Linked DNA regions of Sus scrofa: all the other regions are linked to region 1. The links are chromatin contacts, called in public HiChIP or PLAC-seq and promoter capture Hi-C maps. All regions are on one chromosome and are shown on one strand. The core of a region is the stretch at or near the end of the contact, and the rest is flanking DNA. Distances in the headings are between cores, read along the strand shown. Region 1 holds the start of PRDX6 (peroxiredoxin 6). Region 2 holds the start of RABGAP1L (rab GTPase-activating protein 1-like). Region 3 holds the start of SUCO (SUN domain-containing ossification factor).

The links. Promoter capture Hi-C pulls out the DNA fragments that hold promoters and counts their contacts. HiChIP or PLAC-seq counts read pairs in DNA pulled down with a chosen protein or histone mark.
Region 2: an H3K27ac HiChIP or PLAC-seq map of skeletal muscle shows a contact between it and region 1, with 2.4 times the contacts expected there. The contact joins the promoter of RABGAP1L here to the promoter of PRDX6 in region 1. A contact is called at or near these places in 2 of 5 promoter capture datasets (fetal liver and liver), 1 of 47 Hi-C or Micro-C datasets (liver) and 1 of 2 datasets of contacts at active chromatin or transcription factors (skeletal muscle).
Region 3: a contact with region 1 is called in a promoter capture Hi-C map of liver, with 5 times the contacts expected there. The contact joins the promoter of SUCO here to the promoter of PRDX6 in region 1. A contact is called at or near these places in 2 of 5 promoter capture datasets (fetal liver and liver), 1 of 47 Hi-C or Micro-C datasets (heart right ventricle) and 1 of 2 datasets of contacts at active chromatin or transcription factors (alveolar macrophages).

The regions. Positions count from the first base shown.
Region 1 is chr9:115,855,600-115,859,725 of Sscrofa11.1, reverse strand. PRDX6 (peroxiredoxin 6) reads right to left here and starts at 2,097. Exons shown (of 5, transcript NM_214408.1): 1 at 1,923-2,097. The coding sequence starts at 2,017. It also overlaps a transcript of TNFSF4 not described here.
Region 2 is chr9:116,400,504-116,404,192 of Sscrofa11.1, reverse strand. It overlaps RABGAP1L (rab GTPase-activating protein 1-like), which reads right to left and starts at 1,775. Exons shown (of 26, transcript XM_021102607.1): 1 at 1,583-1,775.
Region 3 is chr9:114,915,344-114,919,472 of Sscrofa11.1, reverse strand. SUCO (SUN domain-containing ossification factor) reads right to left here and starts at 2,516. Exons shown (of 25, transcript XM_003357538.4): 1 at 2,098-2,516. The coding sequence starts at 2,159. LOC102164985 (a long non-coding RNA gene) reads left to right here and starts at 2,677. Exons shown (of 3, transcript XR_001299035.2): 1 at 2,677-3,002; 2 at 3,188-3,556.

The DNA of each region.
Region 1 (4,126 bases), core at 848-3,347:
AAGAGTGTTCGAAATTATTTTAATTTTTTACTCCAAAACACAACTGGATCAAAAATGGATCACCTGGATTGAGATCACCTTAAGAATGGAGTTTGGAAAAATTATATTAGGAAAAAAAAAATCCATTATAATGATATAAAAGGCTCAAACTTATTTTTAGGGTAGGGCAGGAAATAGTACTATCCCCTGCCTGGTTTGAGACTGACTTGTATATTATTTGTTTATAAATGCAGATATTTTTCTCTTCTTACTGGTGACTCCCTGAGAAGGCACGCTATTAATCAAATCAAGGTCAAGGCCAATACACAATACTCCCCCTAACCCCCACCAAGTGGGTTAGTTTAAATAGCTACATCATTTATAAATATTGCTACAGTAAATATGCTTTATATTAATAGTTATCTTTAATATATTTAACTCAAGAGTTCTGATAAGATTTTGTTTTATGGGAGGTGAGGGCTGTAGATTGGAGTGGGAAGAAACATTCTCTGAAAATCCTTTGGAGTCTTGGAGAAATACTAATACCTAGATTTCAAGTATGAGACTGGACATAGTCTGTATTTCCGAAGCCCTTCCCTGTCTTTAAGGTCTGAATGTTCCATTTCTCATCCTTTTTCTAGCCTAGTTCTCTTTCAAAAAACTTAGCTTTTCCCTTAATCAGTGGCTGGAAAATGGATTTAAGGAATTTAAAAGGGGGGTGGTTAGGACTAAGTTTAAGAATCTCTCCCAGGTGCTCTGCATGGGTCTGTCCAAGCACTGATTAATCTCATAAACTTTGCCCTCTGTATATACTACATATACCTGGACACTATATAAAAAGGGTACAAAGCAAAGGTCATAAAGCCTTGGACCACAGTGTAGTGGGGCCACTGGAACTCCAGAAACATAACTAGACACATCTGGGCCGTTTCATGTTAAATGTAATAAACTTAAAGTTTGCTTATTCAGGAGCTGTAAAACCACGGTTACACCCATGTACTCCAAGTCATAGTGGTATGATTGCCAGGCTAGATCATGGGTCAGCGATTCGGCAAGGCTACGTGCTGCTGGAAGCATGGCAGATGGGGGAGGGGGCAGTGAGAGGCACGCAGCTATGAAACAAAAGGGTCTACAACTGGGGAGGTGGGGTGCTCCGGTGCCTGCCATGGATCACTGCAACTGAACGACCTCAGGAAGCCCTTGCCTCAAGGTGTTGCAGGTTCTGGAGTGAAGGACACACCCACACACAGAGTGTTCTGGGATCCTCCCAAAGCTGTTATCAAATCATATTGTGGCCACTGGAGCAGGATCAGGGTAAAAAGTCTTTCAGCTACTTACTTGGCAAGCTAGTGGTTTCAAATTTTTTGTGCAAATACCACTGCAGCAAGCAGAACCCTCAGATAACACGCTGGGCCCTTCCTGAACCTTCAGCCAGCAGCAGTGTCCTCTGACTTTGGCCTTGGACACCCACTTTCCCCAGGGAGCAAATTCCAGAACCGAAGGAGGGAGGTGAGACCCTGGGCACAAGTCCCAGGAACTGACCGCAGATGAGGCTCGGCTCCTGCCTCCTCCCTGTTTCGGCTGAACCACGCTACTTGCAGAGTTTAGAAGACAGAATTAAATAGACAACAAACCCTCCTCTGCACTGGCCTGCAGTTCCCAGGACCTGATTTTGTTCCCCTCCCCCTCTCTAAAGCCAGCCCAGCCATGCGGGGGCCGGGAGGCTGGAGAGGATCAAGTGGCGGGCGCATGGCTGACCAGAGGGTCGCCTCCTCTCAGCGGCGATCTGTCGCCGCGGGGCAGGGCACATAGGAAAGGCACGTGCAGGAACCGGTGCCGGGAGGAGGCGGGCGGCAAGCGGTGGAGGACGGAAGGGAGAAAAAGGGGAAGGCACCTCCGAGTCCGGGCGTAACCCAGGGCAGGGCGACAAACTGGCCACTTACGAGTCTCCCAGAAAGTCGTGGAAACGGATGCGGCCGATGGTAGTATTGGCTTCGAAGTTGGGAGCCTCGTCCCCGAGAAGCAGACCTCCGGGCATGGCGGCAGCAGTGACGCGGGAAGATGAAGAAGCCCAGCAGCGACAGCTAACGGATGGCTGGTTCTAGCCTTGTAGGTGTTGCGGGGAGGAATAAATGGGGCTTCAAGGGGCGGGGCGGGACGGGACAGGAGGGAGCAAGGTGGGCGGGACCAAAGCACAGCCAAGATGGGCGGGGCCGCGGCGGGCGGGAGGGGCGGGGCCAGGCCTTGGCGGGGTGGGCGGGGCCCACGCTGGCGGGCGCGGTAGGAGAGGCCGGAACTGGCGGTAGTCTGAAGCAGGGCTGGGACAGAACAGCCCTGGGCGCGGTCCAACACCTCGCCAGGCCTCTAACCTGCCAGGATCCCTCACGTGACAGGGGACTCAATGACGTCGCCCTCTGGAATCTTGGGGGTGCGTTCTGGGCATTGGAGGTAAAGGAAGCGGAACGCAATAGGAAGGGGAGCCCCAAGGCTGAGAGCGGCCCTGCGGAGCCGCAAGAATCCGCGGAGACCCTCCTGACACCCATTCACGGTCGACTCCCAGCAGAGGGGTCCCGCGACCCCTCCACTCCCTGCTCTCTTAGTGTGAGCGTCTGGAATCCTGACCGCCCCAGCCAGCCTAGCCATCCTGATTTCTGTATCTGAGAATGTGGCAAGACCCAGACATGTGGGGCACCTTACGTCAGAGGAAGTGGCTTTCTTGTTGCAGCAAAAATGCCAGCACCTATGTCAGTAAGTGCTTGGGGGAATGAGAACAAAGTTTTATTTTTATTCCACTCCCAGAGTTCACTATGAATCATAAGCTATTCAACACAGTTATCCTGAAATCTAAATCTAAATTTAAAAACATATTTGTTGTGGTCTATTGTGTGCAAGTCAACTCTTCCACCCAAGAAAGTGGGAAGTTTAGATTCATTTCTTTGCTTTCTGTGTGCCAAGCACAAGGTAGACAAAATGACTGTATTCTTGGAGCTTTCATTATAGTGAGGGAGGCGTAATTAAACAAGAATATGTTAAACAGTAGTAAATCCTATTCAGAGAAAGTAAGGTTATGTGCCACAGGGTGACTGGGGTGCATCTTGAATTGGATAGTCTGGTCTGAGAAAGCCTCTGGGTTAATGTAGGTAAACTATAAGTGGTTACCATTGTCAGCTGCATCCGTTTCCACAATCATCTTAATTTACATAGTAAGTTCTCTGGCAACAGTAGCTATTATTTGGATGATGATAGTAGTTTATGCAATAACCCTTGCGTTGCCGACTATGTGCTAGGCATTGTGCTAGGCCTGCTGATAACAGAGGAGAGATATGGTTTTACAAGGAAGGCAGAGGTATGTACAGTTATGATAAAAACCTAGCGTAAATGCTGATGGAGTTTGGGTGGAGAAGATGGACCAAAATTACCAAAAATTCTCTGGATGGTGGTCCCCAGACTTAGAGAAGGCACATGGCAGTGTGAAGAAAAATGACTCACATACTAAGATTTCAGTTTTCAGTGGAGTGATGTTTTCGTGTGTATGCGTGCCAATCATATTTGCTCAGTTCTCCTGTACAAGGACTTGTAAGATTACTGGTAAAATTTCTTAGCCATTTTAGAAAACTCTGTGAAGCTACTATAATTTAATCTGTAAACCAGTTTGACTCCAAGCTTTGGTTTTAAAAGCTCTATGCTTTAATTCCTTTTGTAGGGGTGAAAGAGAAGAGGAAAAGGAAGGTAATTTGAATTTAAGGCTATTAACAATGTTGTGGAGATAGGCTAGAAAATGCAGATATGCCAAAATTATGGAGAAAGAACACAGAAACATTATAGATCTCTATAAAAGGCATAATTGTAAAACTGTTATATATTAAGCAATAATTTAATAATAAAATAAGATAAATGTCTGTTAGAATTTACAATTCCAGAGATCGCACACTGGCAGTCCTCTTGTACATTGCAGACTTGTTTGCTTTAGCCTTTTCAGCATTTTAAATTCTTTTGAATTAGCTGTCAACATTTAAAATTTTTTTAATTTTTAAAAATTTTCACAAAAATATCTGGATTTCTGTTTCCTAAAAAGTCCCAAGAGCTGGCCACACTGGGCTTATGTTCCACTTGGCAAACAGTGACTGGAGAGTAGCTTCTACCAGTG
Region 2 (3,689 bases), core at 526-3,025, 540 kb before region 1:
AGCGTGGGATCCGAGCCACGTCTGCAACCTACACCACAGCTCATGACAATGCCGGATCGTTAACCCACTGAGCAAGGCCAGGGATCAAACCCACAACCTCATAGTTCCCAGTCGGATTCGTTAACCACTGAGCCACAAAGGGAACTCCAATAGAGACACGACTCTAACTCAAGAGTCTCAACTCACCCCCCCAACCACTGAGTGTTTAATATAATATGATGATAATGTATACATTAAATTTATCTGGTCTTTCTCCTTTGTAATTTCATTGTCAGTTTCACATAAGACTCTGTTGAGATAATGAATCACAGGCCAGTTTTCCAGTACTGGCAACTTGTGCACCAATATTTTCCATGGACAAAATCCACTTCCAATTTGCCCACAAGCAAACTTCATGTTTGTATCTTCTGACATCAGACTATTGGATATACTACAAAAGTGCAACAGAAGCCACACATAAACACTCATGAGAAAAGTCAGAAGGCTTTCGTGATAATTATGTTTTCAGAATTCTAACAGGCAACTACCTACTTCCCTCCATGTACAAGAAAATGTAAATGTATTTTTAAAAATCCCTTAAGTTTCCAGTACCAAACATTCAGACCCTGAAATCAGTTTCCAGACAGCACTGAAATCTGTCAGGCAAGCAAAAGTTCTCCTTACCATTAGCAATAATGAGGATGGCATTTCTCATTACTTACATGAAACCCTCAAGTCTGCAAGTGACCATCTAATTTTGGTACATTTCTAAGATAATCCTATCTGAGTGTACAAGGAGAATACACAAGCACCTGGACCCAGAAACAGACCCTGTCAGACCAGTCCCCTAACACCCGGCCACCTCCTGCTAGCCGGTGGCCCCTTTCCACATGCTGACGCACTGCCCAGCCCTGCACCGTTGGCGACCAGTGCAAAGTACTAGCCCAGTCTCAGAAACTTTGACTCAGTTATCAGGACACTGAGCACATACAACCTGGACAGGGGTTGTTTGACATGGCCAGGCGGTCAACTTTGAAGCGGGGCATTTCTTGCAGGTAGAGATCTGCCCAGGACGCAGCCCATCCCAGACTGCAAAACCACAAGCATCAACAGCAAGAGCGGAGCAAAGTGCCGCCGGGCGGAGACAGGCGGAGCGCGAGGGCGAGACCAGGTCAAGAACACATGTCTGAATGTGGGTAAGAAAATCCTAACCACTCGCCCCCGGACGTGGGGCTGCTGGGACTTCGAACCCGGCAGCAGCCACAGTGCAGCAGCGGGCGGCAGCGGCGGAGGCGGCGACAATGTCAGGAGGGCACAGCTGAAAGCGAGCACCCGTCACCACCCGCCCCAGGTGAGGGGCGCCGACCCAGCCTGCCGCCTGCCTGCTCGGGCCGCGGGGGGCGGCCACCGGGAGAACGGCGATGTCGGGGAAGCGACCGACAATCCTAAACCCTCCTCCCGAGTCCTCTCGCATCCCGTCCCGGGCCCGGCCCCCACCACAATCCTCCTCCGGCTCAGCCCCAGGGACAACACCCCCAGCCGGGCCGGCGGCTCCGGGCCGCCCGTCCGCCCACCGGCCCCTAGGAGGCCGCCCTCGCCTCACCTCCTCACGTCTCCGCGGACAGGGCCGGAACAACTCTACCAGGCGCTCGAGTCCCACCCGCCGCCCCGCGCTCTGCGGCCGGGCCCGTCCCGTTCACTCCACAGCCGCCGGAGCCCTAGGAGGGCGGAGGGAGTAAGGCGGAGGGAGCGGAGTGGGGAGGGGAGGAGGACCGCCCGGCAGGAAGAGGCGAGGGAGGGGCGGGCCGAGAAGGAGGAGGAGGGTCGGGAGCGCGCGCGTCCGGGCCCCTCGGCGCGGCGTGCGCGCTCCTGAGGGCAGAAGCACCTCCTCTGCTCAGGGCGGTGGGCGCGCATGCGCACACATGTCTCCGCCTGGCCGAGATTTCGCTGGTGCAGGGGAGAGAAGAGCTGGCAGACCTGGGTTGTTAGGGGTAGGGACCTGGAAAGCGGCAAGAGGCGCTCGCCGCGCTTCAGAGCCTTCCGGAGAGATAACTGCGCCCGTGAACCAGCCCGTGCTGGCTCGAGCCCCGAGCGACCTGGGCCGAGTTTCTGCCCAGAAGTTACTGAGCTCTTAGATAATTCTGAGTTTAAGGCAGTTGTGTTCTTGCTCATAAAGCCTGGTTTACAAATATTTTCAGTCTTAATGTCCCGTAATCCTCAGAGAAGTCAATTTAAAGAATGCTACCTTTTCTCACCAGTTTCTTGTCTTCGCCTCTTTCAGTGTCTTGTGTACTTAGGAAGCACCACCTTGCTGGTTCGTTTTGTGGGACTCCGGGGAGACTGAATAAGAAAATATCCTGCGAGTAAGGAACTGGAAACATGTATTTATGAAGAAAATGTACCCTCATTTGCACCTTTTTATCCTTTAGGGTAATAAATTGGGGGTACAAACTATTAAAGATAAAAATAAGCCAACTCGTTTTCATCTACTAGTATTTACTGATCCTTCAACTCTGAACATCCTCCTTCCTAGATCCTGCAGCCAGAAATGACCAGGAAATTTTCCAAATTTCCTCAGCACTTTGTTACTATACATTTGTGTCACCTAATATATTCAGCTTTCTCTAGGGAAATCTGTGCAAAATTTTCTCCCACTAGAGAATCTTTGAGAACCTGCTTCATTCATTTTTAATCTTCCATCATGCCTAGTATAGTGTCTGACCCATAGAAACTACTCCATAAATGTTATCATACACTGAAGCCAGAGTTAAGTGCAGGTCCAATGGTTTCCGTTCTAGAATGGCTTCTTTGGTTTAAAATTCTCCCTTTGTCCCACTTCATTTCTCCTGTACTCATTTCCCTACCTAAGTCCAAAAGCCACCCTGAGAAATGTGTCATTTGTCCAAAGAGCCTTCTCAAATTCTACACATGCACACACACACCTACCTTTTTCCTAATTTAAATGTCTGTAGATGCCAGGACATATCAAGAATATCACATCTATTTTGTGTTTCCCCCACCTTGCCAGAAAGTCCTTTAACCTCCTGAGAGTCTACCTAGCTCTGGACCTCAATAAATGCTAAACTTTTGATATTTAATAAAGTTAAGGTTAGAATAACTCAATTCATCTGTGTTTATTAATAAATAAGCCAACAAGTAGATTCTAAGTCTCTGCTAAATAAATTACTATTAAACTTAACTCTGGGCACCATAAGAAAGACAACAGATGAAAAAGACATAGTTTCTGCCTTCTGATACCTGCTAACTGAAAAAAGCTTTCTGGCAAAAAGGGCAACACTCTTGGGAGTTCCCGTCGTGGCTCGGTGGAAACCAATCTGACTAGTATCCATGAGGACGCAGGTTCAATCCCTGGCCTCCATCAGTGGGTTAGGGATCCGGCGTTGCTGAGATCTATGGTGTAGGTCACAGACATGGCTGTGGCTGTGGCATAGGCCGGCAGCTACAGCTCCAATTGGACCCCTGGCCTGGGAACCTCCACATGCTGAGGGAGTGTCTCTAAAAAGAGAAAAAAAAAAAAAGGAAAAGGGCAATACTCTTATAATTATCTACACTCAATAAGAACCTTAGCTCCCAGAAAAGGAAATATATGTTTAAATCATAAGTCCAAAATAAGTTTAGTGTTCCCAAAATTCAGTTCCATATGCCTTTGGCAGCAATAATAATATCCACCATTGGCTGTTGCCAGTTAA
Region 3 (4,129 bases), core at 1,267-3,766, 940 kb after region 1:
CTAATAAAGTTGAGAAACCATATTGAGGTTAGCTCAAGCAAAAGACAGCCAGAAATTAAACAAAGTAACAGAACACATGGTTAATTTAAATCCACAAATGATTTTAAAAACCATACTGTAATGTTTGATTTCATCACCACCATCCAATTAAGTTTTTAAAAACCATGTTTAAAGGTAGAAGTTCCCATCATGGCTCATTGGTTAATGAACCCAACTAGTATCCATGAGGACTCAAGTTCGATACCTGGCCTTGCTCAGTGGGTTAAGGATCCAGCATTGCCATGAGGTGTAGTATCGGTGACAGATGCAGCTCGGATCCCATGTTGCTGTGGCTGTGGTTAGCAGCTACAGTTGCCATTCAACCCCTAGCCTGGGAACCTCCAAATGCCACAGGCGCAGCCCTAAATAGACAAAAGAAAAAAATAAATAAAATAAAGTAAAAAGAACAATCATGTTTAAGGGTGGATATATTAAGTCCTGGAGATCACAATGTAGAGAATAAACACAACAATACTGTACGATAATTATCAACTTGCTAGGAGATTAGATCTTAATTATTCCCATCACATACAGAAATTAAGATTTTTGTGACTCAATAGAGGTGCTAACTATTGCTACAATGGAAATCATATCACAATATACAAATGTATCAACATGTTGTACACCGAAATTTACACAATGTTATGTGTCAAATATATTTCAATTAAAAAAAAATCAGAGATCCTGGTGTTTTTAAAACTTGAATGGAAAGTGTAACCTCTTTGCCATATCAACCATTCAGAAAGTGATGAAGAATAACATGGTCTAAAGATGGGCAAAACGAAGGAGAAAGTATAAAGAAAAGATACATAATCTACAAAGAATTTAACAGCCCCCAGAGAAAAGTGGATATGAATACAATGTTTTCCATACCTCAGGTACAAATTTAAATTTAAAATGAAGTAAGTGGACTCATCTATATGCACATTTCAACTTAGTAAGTATAAGGTGAGGTAACATTGGGAATGAAGGCAAGAGGCCAAATTTCTTGTTCTCTAAAATGTCTATCAATCTTCCAATCGAAATTCTTCAGCCAGGCAAGTGTTTTCTTTTCCTCTTATTTATATACTATTTTATGTTAGCAACAACTTCACTGTCTTTGGAAACCATCAGTCACCTACATAAATGAAAAAACTGTTCGTTTTGCAGAAATAAACTAAGCAAGAAACTTAGTTTATCTTGATTTTAATATAACAGCAAATCACTTTTAACTGAAGAATCATCTTTTTGGTCACAAATATCACACATCTTTGAAGAAATTCCCTTGGAGGACAAAATGGATTTTCCAAGTACAGTGGTAGTGATCCTTTGACTGACAAGCTCTTTCTGTCCCTTCAAATCTCTGTGCCAGAGATTAACAGAAACTCCGTAAACTTTATAGACAAAGCACTCTTCCCGCCTTCAAAGGGCAGGACTATCCTTACATTACTAAGGCACAATATCCAAGCCACACCACCAGAAACCACTATGCACACTACACCTAAGACACTCCACTAAACTAACAACTTCCTATTATCTACTCCTTGAAGAATTGCTTCATAACGCCCCCATAAGTATCCAAGTGTGCCCGAGGCCAAAGACCAGGCGAGAAAGGACCAGAAGAACTAGTTCTCATATACTACCTACCTTCATGACAAGTCACGTTTTTAAAATCACAATTCGGGAACCCATCACATCCGACTTGCTTAATGCCCTTACCACACCATGAAGGCAAGTGGCTGGTACTAAGCCCGAGAAACTTACAGCACATTTATCTGAAGACTAGCCGAACACTCCACCGTCTCCAAGCGTCAGGGTAACTGGGTAGGTACAAAACCACCTAGGCACCTTTCTCTCCCACTTAGTTTCTGTGAATTCCAAAATGCACCGTGATAACCTCCGCACAGAGTGCTGCCAGGCCAGTCCGCGGGAGAGTCACAGAGTAATTGGTTTGTCGCTTTCTAGCAGCCTTAGAAACCCGCACCCTAAAAGCCAGGATGATTTGGGGGTGTGACCTGGGCCGCTCCCTCGCCCCCCTCTCCTCTCTCGGGAAACTCCCGAGTTATCGCGGGTACTCACCAGACCAGAGAACACAGAGAGAGGCAGGAGACCAGGGCCAAGGCCCGCCGGTACTTCTTCATCTTTTCCTCCTTCTTTCCCCTGCCAGAAGGCGGCACATCCTCCCGGCAGCCGCCACTGCCGAGGCCAAGATGGAGGAGCCGGAGCAGGAGAGCGAGGATGGAACCGAGAGTCCGAAGGGCTGCGGCGCTGGAGGAGCAGCTCCTGAGCAGCTCGCGCGCTAGCCGCCCTCTCTCAGTGGCCCACGGGGGCGCCGACGGGGGCGCTTCACAGGAAGACTCCGGGGTCTGCCGCTGCTGCCGCGGCCGCCGGCTCGTCCGCGCCCGCCTCCTCCAGCCGCCGCCGCCACTGCCGCCCCATATCCCCCCAGCCCTCCCCGGCTCTCGCTCCGTGCTGCCGGCGACCAACGGCCGCAGCGTACTCGCCTCTCAACAGCCAATCGCCAGCAGGGCCGCGACACCTCACACACCGCTGAGCTGGAAGGAGACGCGTCACCCACGTCCAGCGGCGCTCTCACACCCACCAGGCTCCGCGCGGGCCACGCCCCCTCCGACGTCTCAAGCGGATAAGCCCGTTGTGGGAGGACACAAAGCGCGACAGCCGAGGTTGCCGACGCCCCGCCCACCTCAAATCCCGCCCAATTCAGGAAGTCCGAGAGGAGTCTCCTGACCCTCAGCCTTCTTCCTACCGTGTCCCGCCCCCTCGCCCAGGGCGCGTCGAGTCAGCGCAAGGGCCGTTGGGAGTTGTAGTTTTCCTTCAGGAATCCGCCTTTCCCTTTCCCTGTCCCTCCTAGTATCACTGTTTTGATGAAAATGTGTGTAGTTTCTCTTTCTCACCGCAAGACTGACCAGCTTTCAATTTACACTCAGTTTGCCTCTTTTTACCAAACTTCGTGGAAAGGCTGAGTATGACGGGGTAAAACTATACCAATACAATTTAAAAGGCGTTTTCCCGGTGTCAGTGGGGCGGGCCCATCAAGCTAGATGCTGATTGGTTGGCGGGAGCCGGGGGCGGGGAGGAGGGGGAAGAGTGCGGCAAGATTTCCTCTCATCTGATTGGCTGAAGTGAAGAGTCTTTCGCTTTTTTTCAGCCTCCTGGAGAATTTCCCCGCCGGCTGGATTCCTCTGTTGGGATCTGCTCCCTGGGTCACTATTCTCTGGGATTCGTACTTTGCTTCTGCTGCGGTGGGGCCAGAACGGGAAACTGCCGCTCTTGCTGGGAGAGCACCAAGTCCTGGGTTTCACCGAAAACGGGAAGATGGTCGTGTACATGCGTCTATTGCTGCAGTCCAAAAAAGTGATCGCCTCTCAACCTTTAAAAAGAGCAATGTGCCCACCCCAGATTTTTATGTCACGGAGGCCCCTAAAAGATCTCTCAGAAGCTTGTTTAGGGACCCTCTGCCTGAAAGTCCAAAATGCTTGACTGCTTTTCTTCCCAAGCGCCTCTTGACATAACTCTCGTAAGTGGGCACTAGCTTCTGTTTAAGGAAGAAGACGTCTGGCCTCTGGCCTAATGTGTTCCTTCTTCTATCTCTGGTGATATATTTGTTTCAGACTCTTGACACTAAGAAGAGAGTTAGTCGCTACCGAGGGATATTTCTTTTCTAAAATAAGATGCAAAAATATAACTCAATGGTGTTTCCCTTTTTGTCTTGGCTGTGGGAAACTCAACTATCTTCTCCAGAAAGCAGCCAGACAAAAAGAAGAATGGAGACTCCAATTGTCTGTGCCAAGCAACATGGCTTAATGTTTAGGGTAAAAGGTGCTCAAAGCACGTGTTAGCAAAGCATGAGCCACTTATTCCACATGTGTCCAGGGAAAAAAGACGAAAAATTCCCATCCAACACCTAATTTTGAAGCATGTAACTTCCTTGTAAACCTTCTAAGTTGAATTGAGGGTTGTTACTATATTCCCAGGTAACTGAATGTTTTGACTCATCTAAAATTCTTGATATAAGTCAACTGAATATTATAAAAGTTCTGCAACAGGTGATTTGGTTTAAGAGGCATTCATCCTAAACTAATTTTTCTGG